2 separate regions of the Mus musculus genome follow, and region 1 is linked to region 2. The links are chromatin contacts, called in public HiChIP or PLAC-seq maps. All regions are on one chromosome and are shown on one strand. Each heading gives the region's core, a stretch centred on a gene start, on an enhancer-like site or on the middle of the called end of the contact. The rest is flanking DNA. Distances are from core to core; before and after follow the strand shown. Region 1 has its middle 67 kb from the start of Gm38773. Region 2 holds the start of Fam3c (family with sequence similarity 3, member C).

Region 1 (2,700 bases), core at 137-2,636, 100 kb after region 2:
AGGGCATCAGAACACATGTGGTTGCTGGGAACTGAACTCAGTACCTCTGGAAGAGCAGTTAGTGCTCTTAACTGCTGAGCCATCTCTCCAGTCTCAGCCTGGGAACTTTTAAGAACTATGAGTAAAACTAAAATCTAGAAAATTGGTTTAAAAGATTGGAGCAGGGATCCCCGAGAGCCTAGTTCTGAGATGACATTGACTATGGGGATGCATGGAGCTAGAGGAAGAGAATTCTAGCAAAGGAAACAGTGCACACTTGCCATTCTCTCTTAGTATTGATGACTCAAGGAGATAATGTTTTTGGGTAATTCAGGATGAAGCCTCGGACAATGGACTGAAGCACACAGAATGAAAACCACAAACACCGTGCCTCCAGATCAAGAAAGGAATATCTTCTCCATTTTGTTCTTAACAATTTCATAGAAAATATGTTGATTCAAATCCTGCTCAGTGTTTTGGAACATAACTAGTGGGAGGAGGTCGGTTTAAATAACACAGTTTCTAGTACCCGGTTCTGTCTTTCAGGTACCAGACATGTTATAGTTAATAAATCTCACATGTAACTTTAAACTATTTTCAATTGTATTTCATGCCTCATCTTATTTTTCTGAGGGTAATGGAAATGCATGGGTCTTAATTAGTCTGACGTTGTGTTTACACGTTTCCACAGTTAGGTCACAAACTCTACTTTTTTTTCCTTTGATGGAGGACAATTACTTTAAGGGACAAAGCTGAATACTTGTAAAATAGCAATTAAACAATTGTCACATTTGTGATTCAACCTAAAAAAGTAAGAAAGAAAGAGAGAGAGAGAGAGAGAGAGAGAGAGAGAAGGAAAGAAAGAGAGAGAGAAAGAAGGAAAGAGAGAAAGAAGGGGAGAAAAGCGGTAAAAACTTTGTCTTACTGTGCACCAAATATTTTTAAAAGTGTATTTGTTGGTTAAATCTTCAAAGAGTCTACAAAGTAGATACTGCTATTATCCTTAATTTGCAGATGAAGACCAGACAGGAGACGAATTGCCAGGTCAGGGATTTGGGCTGGCAGTGGGACCCCAGAGCCTCCTAATCACTGCTTGGATGGACTCAAAGAGCCCAGTTGCCTGACAGAACATGTCTAAAAGAGCATTAGGACTAGTTAAGTGGGAATTTTTGCCACAGACCCTCCATCTTCCTTCCAGTGGTTGCTGTGTGTTGAGGGCATAGAAAGCCATACCCTAAATAGTGTTTAAGAAAGCCAAGTACTTTGAAGTAAAGGAAGTCTGAAAACCAAAAAAGCTGTTTCTGAACCAAGATGGCTATGACTTCGCCCTTTTCAACCCACCCATCCGGTCACTCAGGGAAACGCTTGTTCTTGAAGTCGACTTATCTGCGTAAAGGCAGACCTGCTGAAAAAGGGAACAAACTGCCTTCAGTTCTTTAACTGAGGTTTCATTTTCCAAGCAGGACTGGACGCATACCAAGAAGAGACGACTGAAAGCCAAATACCACACCCAGAGAACTTTCTGGAAGACCAACAAAAATCTCCAGAGCTGCTCATCTTTCATAAACATCACTGAATACCCACAAACTGCCTTCAACCCCATTTTCTTCTCCCTATGCAGAAGAGTATGTGGATATTTGCATATTGCTGTGTTATCAAATGCCCCCACACAAGTAAAGAAGTTCCTGTGCCTTTCCTCCTACTAATATGTCTATTGCAAATTTAGTTCAGAAGATTTGTAGACACCAATCTTTAGAAAGGGGAGGAAGAATTTCCTGTTACCCCCATACTTCTAAGAATCATTTTGCTCCATGCAAGGCTCCTTAAAGAAGAAGAATAAGAAAGATTAAGGTTGTATTTATGTTCAACTATTTTAAAGAACAAGACGGCAGATTTGTTCAGTTGAAGTCAGAATTGTACTCATAAAAATGTGGTCATTTCTATGGCTCAAAATACCACATACTAGAGAATATACAGCCAGCTAAAGCCTTATTCCTGTTACTCATGTGCAAAACACACACACACACACACACACACACACACACACACACACACACACACACAAATTCAGCTCTTCTACTACAATGAAAAACCAGCCCTAAGTTCAGATGATTATAAACAGGAAAATTCTAATAATTAGAAATTGGAGAGTTATTTTTTACTATGTAAAGAGTTTTAGTAATATGCAAAAGCCTATATTTTTCACACAATATATCCTATTATGGTTTCCCTGCCCTCTACTCTTCGAAGCTCCTCCCTTCTCCTCCCATCCAATCCACTCCCTTTCTGATTTTCACTTTAAAGCAACCAGGCTTCTAAGGGATAATAATAAAGTAAAATATAATAAGATAAAACTAAATATCATAACAGGACAAAACAAACAAACGAAAGGAAAGAGGCTCAGGAAAAGGCACGAGAAACGGATATAGATACAGAGACTCACTCAATTGCACACTCAGCAATCTCATAAAAACACTAAACTGGAAGCCACAATATATAGGCAAAGGACCTGTGGGGTAAAATAGGAGAAGAAAAATATAGATAAATAAAAATTTAAAGGTGAGATCATTGTTTCCATTCGTTAATTTATTTATTCACTTTACATCCCAATCCTGGTTCCCTGCTCCTCTCCTCTCCTCTCCTCTCCTCTCCTCTCCTCTCCTCTCCTCTCCTCTCCTCTCCTCTCCTCTCCTCTCCTCTCCTCTCCTCTCCTCTCCTCTC
Region 2 (2,700 bases), core at 75-2,574:
CTTATACCTGAGTAATGAGCAACGACAGATGAACGACTTGAATTTGATGCGTCGAGCCGTAACGTGCTGGAAGTCATCAGCTGGTTGTTTTAATGAGTACATGTCTTAAGATTCTATGAAACAAACCTAATCACTAGCATAAAACTAAAAACCTAGCAAACTGCCGGAGAGAAATCATCAGATGAGCAACCTCCAGAAAGAAACAGGATGTAAGACAGCAGGGATGTAAGACAGCAGGGCAAGGGAGAGTAACTTACTTTTCTTAGTGAGTGGCATCTGGGAAGTTATTAACTTTACTTCTTCAGTAATGGAGGTTTCTCTGTGCTCCCTAAGGCACTGTATGAGAAACAATGTTTCCAAAGACTTGGAAATTTTAAGTCTATCACTGGTCCTTCCAGGAAAGCTCAGGCCATGGGATCCGCCATTACCATCCAACTTTAAAACTTTCTCAGGAAATAGGTGTCCTAATCTGTAAAATCTGAGCAGTAATAATAGGACCCGTGTGAGGAGTTGTGAAAACTAAATATGCGCTAGGAAATACTGGGTAACTCTATCTAAGACGGTAAAGATGCAAATTAGGGACTTTGTATACATGTATTTCTTCCTATGAAGAAACGAAGCAAAAGTTCTATCAGATAGTAGTTCTATATTATAGGAATTAACTATGTAAATTGAAGCTGATGACTCCCCGCAAGTTACAGCTAGATGTGTCGATCTCAAATCGTCCATCTGGGACTCATTACTAAGTATAAGAGCGCTGACCATCATGCATACTACATCTGTGAACGCAGCAGAAAATAAAACTAAAAATAAAATGAACAGCACTCATCAAAGACATAGAACACCTATGTGTTCACTTGCAAAAGGAGAAAGCAGCTCCAGTTGGGCAGAAATGCAAACTTTACGAGTGGGTCTAGGCGGTCCAGCACAGAGTTCGAATCCAGCACGCCCGTCCATCCCATCCAGTTCTCTGGGAACGCTCAACCTGCAGGATACCGACCACGAGGGGCAAACACCCGCTTCCAGGTGCAGCCGGAGCCCGGTGGCACTCGCGACCCAACGCCCGGGGCAGACGCCGCTGAGCGGGCCGCGATGCTCCGGACGGCCGGGCCCCGCTGCAGCCAAGACCCGCATCGCGCTGCGAGGCAGGAGGCAACCGGCAGCCGGCGAGGTGCTCCGTCCGCTCCTGCCTCCACGCGCCCAGCCGCGCCCAGCCCAGCCGCCAGCCCGAGCCTCACCCGTCTGCGGTCGCGCCGCCGTCAGTCCTGTCGGAGGCCGACGGGAGGTGCCACCGCCGCCGCCTCCTCCCGAGCGCGCCGATCGCGCCTCGGCTTTCCCCGGCTCCTCCGGCTTCGCCGCGCGCCCGCCCGCGCCGAGGAGGAAGCCAGCTCGCCCCAGGCCTCCTCCCACGCTTCCCGACGCGGCCAATGAGCCCGGCAACCGCGGAGCCGCGCACGCCCCCTGGCGGTGGAGGACCGAGCCGACGCTGAGGTCCCTGGAGGAAGGACCACAGCCGCCAAGATCCCGGGTCGCGTCTGCGACTCAATGTGAACTTGCCACGTGGGAGCTGCCGCGTCCGCAGCCAGGACCTGAGAGGCACCCGGGGAGGAAGGAAAATGTGTCAGCGCCTCCGCCCTTCAGTCACACACACACACACACACACACACACACACACACACACACACACAATCCTGACCCTAACGTACTTCAGGAGGCAATTTGAAATGACCAGTCCTAGTCTAGAGCTGATTCAGACTAGGACCATGGGGAATCTTCACTTGACTCCTGCAAGCTAGGAAACTGATCATAAAAATCCTCTAGACAGGGGATTCAGAACGAATTCTGCAACCCCGAATAATCTATCCAAGGGGAAGAATATTGTTTGCATGCTGCATGTCAATTTCTTCTTTCAAATTATTAGCAGTATGAGGAATGTTTTTCTCATCTGTTAGGAAGTTTACCTTTTATCAAGATTTTATGAGTAACTGGGAAATTAACACAAATTTTACTATGCACAATCTAAGAATACAATATTTTTAGTTTCAAATCCATATCTGTATAATTTGCAACTGCTAACTTCTTTTTTTGGAAATCAGGATAATTTATGGTAGCAAAAATTAAACTTAATGAAGTAATAGGGTTTAATCATAACAATTATGTCATCAAATTTCAACATTCCCTCCAAAACATAAAACACACAACCTAAAAAGAACTATGGGGGCTGGAGAGATGGCTCAGCAGTTAAGAGCACTGACTGTTCTTCCGAAGGTCCTGAGTTCAAATCCCAGCAACCATACGTTGGCTCACAACCATCTGTAACGAGATCTGGAGCACTCTTCTGGAGTGTCTGAAGATAGCTAATGTGTACTTACATGTAATAAATAAATAAATCTTTTAAAGAAAGTTAATGTATAGCAAAATTATTAAATAAATAAATAAAATAAAAACTATGAATTCTGTTGCTTAGGCCCCAGGAAAGGGAAAGAGACAGTAAACATCTGAGCTAAATTTCAAACACTTGTCTAGTCCTTTGCCTTGTTACTTAGTTGCTATGAAGAAACATTATGACCAAGGCAACTCTTGTCAAAACAAAAAACAAACAAACAAACAAAAAAAGTTAATTCAGGGCTTTCTTACAGTTTCTGAGGATTAGTCCATGGTCATCAAGGTGGGAAGCCAACAGGCATGGCACCTAAGCAG

What was found. HiChIP or PLAC-seq counts read pairs in DNA pulled down with a chosen protein or histone mark.
Region 1: a contact with region 2 is called in an H3K27ac HiChIP or PLAC-seq map of microglia, with 6 times the contacts expected there. The contact joins the enhancer-like site here to the promoter of Fam3c in region 2. A contact is called at or near these places in 3 of 15 datasets of contacts at CTCF or cohesin (the G1E-ER4 cell line, pro-B cells and thymocytes), 5 of 484 Hi-C or Micro-C datasets (CD4 T cells, LSK cells, bone marrow-derived macrophages and 1 more), 13 of 115 datasets of contacts at active chromatin or transcription factors (the 230-238 cell line, CD8 T cells, the NIH/3T3 cell line and 6 more) and 3 of 9 other capture datasets (adipose tissue, liver and pancreatic islet).

Annotation. Positions count from the first base shown.
Region 1 is chr6:22,458,230-22,460,929 of GRCm38.p6, forward strand. No RefSeq gene overlaps it. Among named protein-coding and RNA genes, the nearest start is that of Gm38773, 67 kb to the left of the region's middle. Within about 2 kb of position 1,387, at least 39 of the 459 cell types and tissues checked have an H3K27ac peak or open chromatin away from gene starts, as enhancers often do. A contact at or near this core is called in the 230-238 cell line, the G1E-ER4 cell line, LSK cells and 3 more, where this site is marked.
Region 2 is chr6:22,354,757-22,357,456 of GRCm38.p6, forward strand. Fam3c (family with sequence similarity 3, member C) reads right to left here and starts at 1,325. Exons shown (of 10, transcript NM_138587.4): 1 at 1,239-1,325.